Regions from separate parts of the Mus musculus genome. Here region 1 is linked to region 2. The links are chromatin contacts, called in public HiChIP or PLAC-seq maps. All regions are on one chromosome and are shown on one strand. The core of a region is the stretch at or near the end of the contact, and the rest is flanking DNA. Distances in the headings are between cores, read along the strand shown. Region 1 has its middle 20 kb from the start of Gm40301. Region 2 holds the start of Adgra3 (adhesion G protein-coupled receptor A3).

What was found. HiChIP or PLAC-seq counts read pairs in DNA pulled down with a chosen protein or histone mark.
Region 1: an H3K4me3 HiChIP or PLAC-seq map of embryonic limb bud shows a contact between it and region 2, with 2.6 times the contacts expected there. The contact joins the enhancer-like site here to the promoter of Adgra3 in region 2. A contact is called at or near these places in 2 of 39 promoter capture datasets (cranial neural crest and fetal liver), 4 of 484 Hi-C or Micro-C datasets (cortical neurons, embryonic stem cells, muscle stem cells and 1 more), 7 of 115 datasets of contacts at active chromatin or transcription factors (craniofacial prominence, embryonic limb bud and embryonic stem cells) and 3 of 9 other capture datasets (adipose tissue, embryonic stem cells and liver).

The regions. Positions count from the first base shown.
Region 1 is chr5:50,195,621-50,201,014 of GRCm38.p6, reverse strand. No RefSeq gene overlaps it. Among named protein-coding and RNA genes, the nearest start is that of Gm40301, 20 kb to the left of the region's middle. Within about 2 kb of position 3,329, at least 26 of the 459 cell types and tissues checked have an H3K27ac peak or open chromatin away from gene starts, as enhancers often do. A contact at or near this core is called in craniofacial prominence and embryonic limb bud, where this site is marked.
Region 2 is chr5:50,055,109-50,060,686 of GRCm38.p6, reverse strand. Adgra3 (adhesion G protein-coupled receptor A3) reads left to right here and starts at 1,691. Exons shown (of 19, transcript NM_133911.1): 1 at 1,691-2,135. The coding sequence starts at 1,912. It overlaps LOC115490186 (a long non-coding RNA gene), which reads left to right and starts at 2,144. Exons shown (of 2, transcript XR_003955916.1): 1 at 2,144-2,553. It overlaps Gm36702 (a long non-coding RNA gene), which reads left to right. Exons shown (of 3, transcript XR_001784857.2): 3 at 1-304.

The DNA.
Region 1 (5,394 bases), core at 2,080-4,579, 140 kb before region 2:
TGGGGATGGGATTTGAAATGTAAATGAAGAAAATATCTAATAAAAATGGCTTAATTTAAAAAAAGAAATTCATTAAAAAAAAAAGTAGATCTCTGGCCTCCCATCCCCTGAAAGCATAAGTTCATTATCCACATGAGAAAAGCTAGAAACAATAACAGCGAGCCAAGGAGAGCAGCGTGGTCTGGGTCCAAGTCTTCTTCCAGTCTACCGATTAAAGCTCCCCGATGCAATGTTTGGAAACGGTTTATCCTTCAAGGGTTCATGTGCTAAAAGCTTGGTTAGTGACCGTATTGAGAGCTACAGGAAACTTTAACAAAAATGTGGCTTGTAAGCTGGGCATTTGAAGTAAAAACTTAAGGGTTCTGTGAAAAGTCAACTACATTAGATGGTGTTTTTTGGGATCAAACATGAGGAGTGTTTTCCTAAAGCATACACAGGTGAAAGACTAAGACAGACAGAAAAATAAAAATTATCTCTGTTTTAGTATCATCCCATGAATTTCTTCAGGTTTACTGACGAAGACTGTGAACGTAGATAGAGGGGTAGCTAGTTTTCCTGAAGGTTTTTTTTTTTTTTTTTTTTTTTTTTTGCCATTTCTTTTAACACTTTCCAAGACCAGAATAGAGAAAGCAGCTAGAGATGGAGAGACAAGGGGAAACTATTGGAGCAAGCCCCATTGCTGCTGAGTCCAGCAAGCCTCAGTGGGGAGCCCATTCATCTGAAGGCACTGCATGTAGTAGATGGGCAGTTTTTCAGTTTAGGACACAGGCATCAAGGATGTCCCTCAGCAGACTCCATAGAAAACCTCAGCTGCTCAGTCTTGGCATCCATCCAGTTTGGAAGACAGGAGATGTTGCTATCTTCTGAAGGTAATTCATTGTGGGTAACGGAGAACCCTGAATTAACTCATAACTCCCAACAACCTACCAGCCCGCAGCTTAACATGTCTACTTATAGCATCTGAATATGCACTATAATCTGTCTCCTTCAAGTAGTTATGGGAGATTATGTCATGCTCATTCTGTACGTGGGTTTGACAAGTTTGCATTCTCATTAATGATATCTTATATTACAGTCTTTATACACAATAAGCAAAATTCATAGCAAAAAGAAACCAAAGAAGACAATGATCAGAACTCGGGGATGGGAGAGCAAAGATTCTGATGATAGTATAAAGCTTTAGTGGTGGCAGATGTATGCCTGACCAACTGCAATGGTAAACCCTAAACATTGCATGAGAAATGAGCTTTTGATGGGCCAGGAGATGAATTGTAGAAAGGTGGGAGGAAGTTAGAGATGTTTGAGATGGTGTATTTAACTCTAGCAGAAGCCTCTGTCCCACTGGGCAGAGAAGATCAAAGTCTGAAGGAAATGTGGGTGTTGGAAACCAGAAAAATGATGTAGCCACATAAAGGTGAAAGATAATTGCGTAAAATGGACTGCTTCCCATGTTTGGTTTTCTGGCTGTGTCTAATTCAGGAAGTGATGCAAGTTCTCTATCCACCACCATGGTAGAAATTTTCCTTCATGATCACATTTGCAGGGCAAGCATATAATATATTACTATACGATAGTGAATCAAAGTAAAGTTGTAACATGGATATCACAAAACCATGGTAAGATTTCATAGGTAGAATCCAAATGTCTGAACTTTGTGGTTGCTCTTAGCCATGTCTTCACTTTTCATCCCTTAAAATTCAGTGTTTAGTGTTCTCCCTCTACCTTAGTGGTACTCAGACAGTAAGGGGAACACTCGTTAACCTGGCCATTTTGATTGGGAAGGCAACTGAAATACTGTTTTCCACCTGCAATTCCTACCTTTCTTTTCTGGACATGTAAGAGACAGGGGCTTTGGTTTGGATATCAGCCACAAATAGGTAGCTAAGTGCTTTTTTTGTCAGAGAAACCATCCTAGGTTTGATGATTCCCATAAGCGAAGAAAGATTTGGCTTTGAAGATAAGTCTAAGCCTTCAGCCAGTGCTATTTTTTTCAAATGCCAAGCTATCAAATGTGGCATTATTATGTTCTCAACCACATCATGATCTTAAAATAAAACAAGCGCCAAAGCCTTGAATTCAACCATTTTCATATTCCAAAGAGTATTGTTGCTACAGGCTATCAGAAGCCACATCAAATAGGCCACTGCGACATGAGGATTATTTGGAGCAGAGGCACTGTAAGAAAAGCAGAAAGAAAAAGGATGCCCTGGCCTCTTTGCATCATGAGAAAAGAGGCATGCTCATCACCACATAGTCAGGGGAGCTCCCATGTCAAAGGACCTTGCCTGACCAATGACAGAAGAGAAATTCTTGTCACAACACCTAGGGAAGGGAAAGCTCAGAGAAATCTACATGCAGAAATGCAGAAGTTTGATGTTTTAATTGTCCTGCTTTGTTCAACTTGTTGCATAAGCATGGGGTCTGGTGATTACTTGGGTCTACATTTCATTGTCTCCGTATGCATACGTAAAAACCTGAATGCTTTTCATTGGACGGTCTATTTTATATCAATCTCATTTTCAAGTTTAGTAAAAATTCTAGGAAAGTAAATATTTTATTCCACTATTTGCTATAATAAAACTCTTTAGATTGAGTAATAAATAAACCATAGAAATGCATTCGGCTCAAGGTCCTGGAAGCTGGAAAGTCCAAGGGTACAATCCTGGCAAATGGCAAGAAAGGGCAAGAGCCAGCAAGCACCTTAGAAACGGTGCAGAAGTCAGCTCTTTATCCAGCGTGTGTTCCACTATAGCCATGCCACTCTCATGATAATGGCACCAATCTAACCATAAGTGCAGCACACTGGTGACCTAGTCACCTACTAAAGATTCCCTGTCTACACTGTTGAGTTAGGGTTAAATTTCAGTGTGCATTGGGGACACAGTCAAACCATGGGAAAGGTAAAATTTCAGTCCAATGTTCACTCCTTTATCTAAACATCCAGTCCCACAGCACAGGGCTAGAGAGATGGCCCAGCCGTTAAGAGCACTGTGCTGCTTTTCTAGAGGTTCTGAGTTCAATTCCCAGCAACTATAGATTGGTTCACACCCATCTTTGATAGGCTACGATCCCCCTTCTGTTATATAGGTGTAAATACAGACAAGTACTATTATATATAAAATGCATAAATATATCTTAAAACAAGAAAGGAAGGGGAGGGAGGGAGGAGGGGAGGGAGGGAGGGAAGGAGGAAGGATTCTTTATGTGGCTTGCCATGAAACTCTCCTGGGATGCTACAGAGAGACAAATTGGAAATGAGAAGTGATAGGAAGGACTACTGAGTACATCCTGAGCACCTTCTAATTAAGGGCATGCAGATGTTTCTTCTGGAAAGACAAAATACTAGTGAGTATTGGCATGTCCATTTTTGGATCTTCTTCTCCAGCTTGTGTGCAGCTTTTGTTTTATTTCTGTCTCTGATATTTTGGAAGCCTCAAGACTTCAGCTAAAAATATGGACTTTACTTTTGGGCATGATGGCTAACAAATATGGATGACATTTAGTTTACACTAGCCCCTCCTTTTCTTCTTCTAAACAAGCTGATTTCTACATTAAAAACTGACTGCTTTTCAATAATTACATTATTGATGATTAAGTGCCCAACACTGTGAAATTCCTCTAAGTTCTCCTTATTTCTCTATGGTGCAAGTTCATTCCATTGGTGTCTGGTTTACTACTCTATGGCTATTCTAATGTTTGGTTTTGTTTTTTAAATGTTTCTCTCTGGTTTTATTTTCTCCTCCCATCAATGTAATGCATATCTGGCCTTCTAAGAACTTTGGGATCCTGGATGTTGCAGCAAAATGCAACAGTGCACTCACTAAAGACCTTTTGATTTCACAGGATCGCCTGTACACATGACGATTAAGAATAAAAAGCTTCGGGAACTTAAAAGCTAGTACGATTTCTTCCTCTGGTTTTGATGGCTTAAGCAGAGCTGTCAGTTTTGTCAGGCTAGAGGATAAAATCATTTTTATTTGCAAGACCCTCACAAATATGCTATGTAGGCTTTTATAGTTAAAAATGCATCATCTTCTCCAAGTGTAAATATTTTCCTGGGATGAGAAATACAGTAAAACCACGGGTCCCCGGCCTTTGTGGTTGGTACAAACAAGCCTCGCTTTTCTGAGCTCTCAGTCTTTAAATGTGACAGCCACGGGGTTTTATTTTTAAAGGTTATACTTTGCATTTTTCCCCCAAATGTGTTTGCAAGATTTATTCCTGTGTGGTTAAATCTTTCCAGAGCTCTGAAGTCACCTGCTAGGATTGGCCCCACGTTACATATGGGAAATCACTTACAGAAGGGAACAGTGTTCCCTTTGTATCTCTAACTACACTCTGGCTCAGCCTCCCTTTCACAATTAACTGAGTTTCCAAAATTATTTTCCTGGCCTGCACTATGATTCTTTTCTTCTCTCAGAGAGCAAAATTGCCTTAGCCCAGCTCTGTACTTAGCTTTCAAATGTCCACAATGTGTCTACTCTTCTGCTGTGTGTAGCTGAGCCCCCAGGGAATCATGGAGTCATTTAGAAAAATCTGTAGACACAGAAGAGGTTCCGTGCCCATCGAGTTTGCCATATATAGTGTTGTATGTGCGTATTTCTTTACTCGCATATTTCTCCTAAGATTTATTCCAAATATGTGGTGACCGAGGTTGTTATACACCTTCATTTACATTTATGATATGTACATATTATATATCAGAAGAGGGAAAGAGTCTTTCTCAAAATGAGACCACATGAAGAGTAGAGAGAGTCTTCAGACCAGCAGCAGACCCTGAAATCTAACCCCTACTATTCCTCAAAGCAGGTTGTGTACATTCCTCTCCTGCCAGCCAGAAGACAGGAAGCATAACCCACACAGGCCTACTGTTCAAGCTGAACACTTGGAACAACTGTTTTGAACGGCAGCAAAAATGCATTGAGTAATAATGTCACAGAGAGGTGCCAATCATGTGTGAACATTCCAGAGAGTTATGCCCTTCTTCTGTCCGGTCCTTCTTTGTCTTCTTTAATACCTAATTTTTTAAAGCAGTATACTTGTAGGACAGATGTCCTTTATGTCATGTGGTTAAGCAGTTACCAACCCACAGTCCCTTTTCATTCTACCATGGTCAAGTGGAAGCAAGGCCTTCATTCACAGTCATAAAATGGAGAACTAAAAGGCCCTATTCATGGTGCCTTTGAGAAGACTCCTCAGGGTCATAGAGCCTTTTGAGAGGAAAGTAAAAGGGAGACTCATTTAGGAAGGTGTAACATTTCTAAGGAAGAAGAGCTGGGGAAGTGCCTGAAGACACTGCCATACAGCAGCAAAACCGCAATGCAAATCCAAGTCTCCCCCTCTTTTTCAGTATTTTCAGCCACTTGAACATACAGTCTACTATCACTCTAGTAA
Region 2 (5,578 bases), core at 442-2,941:
ATGTAGTCTATGATACGCCAGTCTATGGCTATATCAACAGCAACATGGCAAATAAAAGCTTTCAAATTATTATGGTAAGATTTTATTTTTATGGTGAGAACAGGTAATGATGACAGGTATTGATTTTATGGGAGGGGGAGGGGTAATCATCTTCATATAAATTCTACAGAAAGGTGACCAACCTCACTATAACTGAAAATATGAGTTTGTGACCTATAGTTAGTTGTAAATTTTAAGTGACTTAATAATGGCTATGATTTCTTACTTTTCTTAGCCACTGTAGGCACAGACTTGTGCTGTTCAACACATATGTAATAGCATTTAAAGCTGAATTTAATAAAAGTGAAATTGAATAAAAACCCCACTTCCTACAGAATTGTAGATAAATTTTAAGCTCTAGATAGCCACCCTTAACTAACTTGGATACTATAGGTCTGGATCCCTCTTTTCCTTGTCACATGCCAACTTCCAGAGCCAGAATAATTCTCTCCTCATTGATGTATTAGTAGATGCTATATGCACCACTGTGTTTAGATATTAGATAGTTAAATCTCAAGAAGTATCAAGTGATGCACAATTCGCACTTATCTAAGTGTCTTGGTAGCTTATTTACTATGGAGAACGCCAAATACATATATCTGGGACATGATCTTGGAAATTTTTTTTCGGAGGTCTTTTTAGATCCAAGTTAAAAAATGCCTGCCATGGACCCTGCTTCTCTTCCAGTTCTCTCGATGTAAGATCAAGCAGCTGGAATAACCACTCCTGTCTCTGTGACAGCCTAAGGGTGGCTGTGTTGGGAGGGACGGATAGGCTGATTGGGCACAGGTGTGTACACAGGTGCCACGCCCCACCTGTTGCTGAGTGGAACCAGTATAGGAAGCAAGGCCAGCAGGGGATGGACAGGCCACTGGCTGTGTCCACGGGCTGTGATCACGTGCTCCTTACCTGCTAAGTTACAGGGTTGAACTCCAAAGTACGCGAGGTTTCTGTATACCAAGTTGCTCCTTCCTGGATGTTAAGGAAGTCTGTTTCTCAAAGGAGAATAAAACTCATTTTGTTGGCTTGTATAGTCTCTATAAACTTAAACATAGGGTAGGAGAACCCTGGTCTTGCAAATGTTAGGGTGGGGTCTGCGGTCTTTGGCATGAATAATAAAATTCAGCTTGGGTTTCTTGGCTGCTTCGTCACTGTTGCTCCAACTGGTTAACATCTGATCTACCTGTGGACTCAGAAATTTCGGTTGAATGGTCCCCATGCATCCTCAGCCTGCCCACAGCTGCTTCAGGCCAGGGGCAGCTTCCGAGTTCAGTTTATTGGGAAGAAACCTGTTTCTGGCTCTGGCGGATAATGAAACTTTCTACCATGGCCTTTCTTTGGAAAGATTGGTTTCAGGCTCTTTCCCCTCGTCAGGTTGGAGAAAGGAACTTCACCCCCTCCAGCCAGGGCTCTTAGGGGCGTGCAGGGCGGCTTTGTCTGCCAGGCGGCGGCGCCAGGAAACGTGGAGCAGAGCCGCAGGGCTGCTGGAGTTAGACTAGTCTAGAACTTTCTTCCGCTGGGTCCAGGAGCAGCGGAGTTCCGGCCAGGACCTGGGGGCGTGCCCGGGTCGAGGTCGGGTCGGCTGCGGGCCTGAGAGCGCGCGGGGCTGGGGTGGGAGGAGCGGTCGCGCGGGGAGGAGCCGGCGGGAGGAGGCGGCGCTCCCGCGGGCCGAGCGGCGAGCTGGGACCCGGCGGCCCTGACCCCGCGGCTCCGCGGAGGGCGAGCGCGGCCGCGGACAAAGGAGCATGTCGTCGCGAAGCGGGACCGATCCTCGGGCCGCCGGGAGGCTCGGGCCACCGCCAGGGCCGCCCCGCCCCGCCGCCGCCCGCTAGGCCGGTGCCGTCTCTCGGCCCCGCAGGCCCGGTCAGCGGCATGGAGCCGCCGCCGCCGCTGCTGCTGCTGCCGCTGGCGCTGCTCGCTCTGCTGTGGGGAGGAGAGCGCGGGGCCGCGGCGCTGCCCGCGGGCTGCAAGCACGACGGTCGGGCCCGGGGTACCGGCCGAGCGGCCGCCGCCGCCGAGGGGAAGGTGGTGTGCAGCAGCCTGGAGCTCGCGCAGGTTCTGCCCCCGGACACGCTGCCCAACCGCACGGTCACCCTGTGAGTAACCCACGACGCCCCGCTGCCCTTTCCTGGGCTTCCCTCGCTCCCGGGTGCGCGGAATGGGCGCGGGGGTCTCCCGGGTATACACGCTCCTTTGTGTGCGCGCGGCGGCGGGCTGGGGGTGGTGCTGGAGAAGCCCTGTGGCTTAGTGTGGGACCAGGGTGGCCCATCGCCTTCGCAACCGCCTCTGTTCCCCCTCTGCTAGTTTTGCAAAGAAAAGTTTTCGGGGTTCCCGGGAGCGTCCCATGCCATCCCTGCTTTTGCTGTGCTCCGGCCGCCGAATACCACGTGAAGATGCTAATAAACACTCAGTCGGTGCAGTCCAAGCTCATTCATCCTGGCTCGGGGCTTCTGGGGAACACCCTGTGTGCTCCGAAGTCTTCATCCTAACTGTGGAAATGAAGTTGCACCTGAGGTAGATCCAGTTTGCAGGACGCCACAGTTTAGGGTGGCTCTGTGTGGTCTCCAAACCTCTACGAAGCTCTCGTCGCTTTCTGCCTTACTTTTAGTGCTCTTTCAGAACAACTTTTAGAGTTACTAATTTCGGAGAAATGTAAGATAAAAGTTGTCCAAGTCCATTTCAGCCCCATACTGAAGTCGGAGAGCTCTCGGGAAAGCCAGGAACTTCGGGATTGAAAACAGTGTGTGTTGAGTGAGCCCTCCAGAGGTTGGAAGGACTTCGGGTTTTCAGTGTGGGTTTCCACCTGGAAGGAAAAGTTTGGTAACTCAACTGTGCTATAGGATCCAGGGTTCAGTCCTGGAAACGTGGTTCTTTGTGCCAGCTGGACAGAGCGGTTGGCCCAGTGACTTTAGATTCAGTTTTCTGTGAAAGATGAATTGGTCTGGAAAAGTTTGAGTCACAGTGTTTGTAGCGGGTATTTTGGCAGGCTGAAATCTGAGTCCCTGGGCGTCTTGCTTCCCTATGTTGTTTTGGTAGGTTTCTTAAAAAAGAATCAAGGCTGCCACTATGCATACATAAAGGAAAAGACATGTGTGATCAATGAACCCACTTAAAGTAGGATTTTTAATGTAGCCTAACTATACGGAAGGATATTTGGTGGGATAGCCTAGTCACATAGCCTAGTCAACACCTTTATTGACTTATTTCCATCCCCTCCCTCCCTTCCTTTCTTTCTCTCTTTCTTCCTTTTTTTGATAAGGAGACATTTAACACAAGAAACTGTGTTTTCTGCTCACTCGGGTTGAAGATGGGTAAAGTAGTTTTCGTTTTCTTGGGCTCTTACTGACTCAACACTTCGGTGTTGCCTTTGCCATTTGGCCGACGTCAGGAGTTCTATTTATTTAGGTTTTGGCCAGATTTGAAGTGAACAAAATTGTAGGCACCTTAATTAAAGTCTAAGTCTGGTGGAGAAAGGCCCAGTGTTGGAGAAGTCCCCTGTGACTGGAAAAATTAGTCACCCAAGTGACTTAAGTAGTGACTGGATAAACACCCCAGTGCTAGGTCAGTGAGCGGCACTCAGCCTGATTCCTGTTTGCGTTTACTTGTCCTGAAATGGATCCATTATACGGAAGGTATTGGCAAATTTGGTGATATTGCTGTACAAAATCACCTTTTGCCCTATTATCAATTATTGCATCAGATTTTGCATGCGTATAGCCATTTAAGGCCTTTGAAATGTCATTTTGATCCTTGTTTATGTCTGAAAGCTGGTTAGATAAAAATAAAATTAATAAAATTAAGTGACCAGCAAGTAAGTAAAGGCTCAGTTAAGCCACTGCTGAAGTATGGTCAGAGTATTCCAAGCCTGTTGGAAGGGCTCCTAGGCTACTTGTTTCATATTGCTAGACAGGCTTTCACAAGAACGGTGGGTGAAGGCAGATCTAAGTTCCCATAGTGGTTGTGTGTCTGGTCCTGGTCCCAGATTCTTGCCCTGCAGTTGAGATGTGTCTCATCAGATGCTCACACCTGCCTTCATCTTTGTTAGTTCAATGTTTTTTTGCCTTCAGGGGATTCTTGGTAGAAGACGCTGTGTGGAAGTTTGGGTTGTCTGTTAGTTTCCTAAGGCTGCTGTAGATTGTCACATGCTTGGCTCCTTGAAATAATAGATTTAGTCTTCCTCAGTTCAGTAGACCAGAGTCTAAGGTGTCAGCTTCACAAACTAGGATAGACTCCTTTCTTGATTCTTTTGGCATTGAGTGCCCTTCAGTTTATGATAGGTATATTTTAGTCTCTCACCTGGCTCTCTTTCCTTTGTCTTAGTGCCTTAGGTGGCTCCCCCCCTCCCGCCCCTCTCCTTCTTTCCTTTCTTCCTTCCTCCCTCCCTCTTTCCCTCCCTCTCCATCTCTCACCCTCTCTTTCAAAAAAGGAACAGTCTTGGATTGGGATAGGGGCTACTCTAAGGACTCTTGTCAGAATCTCTTACTTCATTATACTTGAAAAGACCTATTTTCCAAATAAAGTTACATAGGTAGGGGCAGTTTACCTAGGGCTTGGACAAATATCTTTGTGGTGGGTTAATTACCATATATTTCATTTTAACACAGAAGTAAAATCAAGATCCTGGGGGCTGGGGAGGGGGGTAGCTCCTTGGATGAACACAGTGGGCCTAGTCTCTACAATGTTTTGAGTTTGATTCCCACCACTGCAAAACAAGCAACTGTTCTTCTTGAGGGATACCCAGGTATTTGGAGAACAGTCTCTGACTAAATCTTAGAGCAGTGTGCTAAATGTTTTATTATCGGGATGCACATTGAGCAGAAGAGGGCCCGCCCAGAGGAAGACAGCAAGCCTTGGCACTTTGTGTGATCTAGGGTCAGAAAACCCTGAGCCAATTCTGGGAAAATGAAGACAACTGAAGAAAATAGTTGATGCAGGGAGGCAAAGAGGAAGTTGAAGTCAGAGTGCTCCTGCATGCCTAGGCTCCCGGAGGGTAGTACTCAGTTAGGATGCTGTGCAGTTTGTGGCATTGGAATAGTAGAGGCAAATGTCCCTTGCCTGGATGCTCATGAGAGAGAGACATTAGAAAATACCTGGCTCCCTGGTTTAGTGTTTAGGCCTTAAGTGTGTGTGTCCAAGGGTTTTCAGTGAGCTGTCATGTTACTGCAGAGAGGAACATTTAATTGGCTTGGATTGTGAGTATGACAAGGACAGGCTAGTTTTCTGTCTGGCGAGGAACTTGTCATTGCTATAGGTGGACACTGTGACATCTTTCAACCCTGAGAATGAACACTTCTTACTTCCAGATGCTGTGTTTATCAAAAGAAGTTGAGCAAAGGTCTTTGGCCTGAGCATGCTCGGTCCCAGGTTCTCTTGTAGATTCTGTTAAGGAGATAAATTTTAGTTATGAAGTTTACAGAGAAAGTGAACAAAAAAATACCTGCATTTAATAGTTTTACAGGACACAAATTATTTATTACATCTCTGTATTTATATGAAATATTATTACATATGTTATTTTAAAAGTTCTGAGAACGTGATT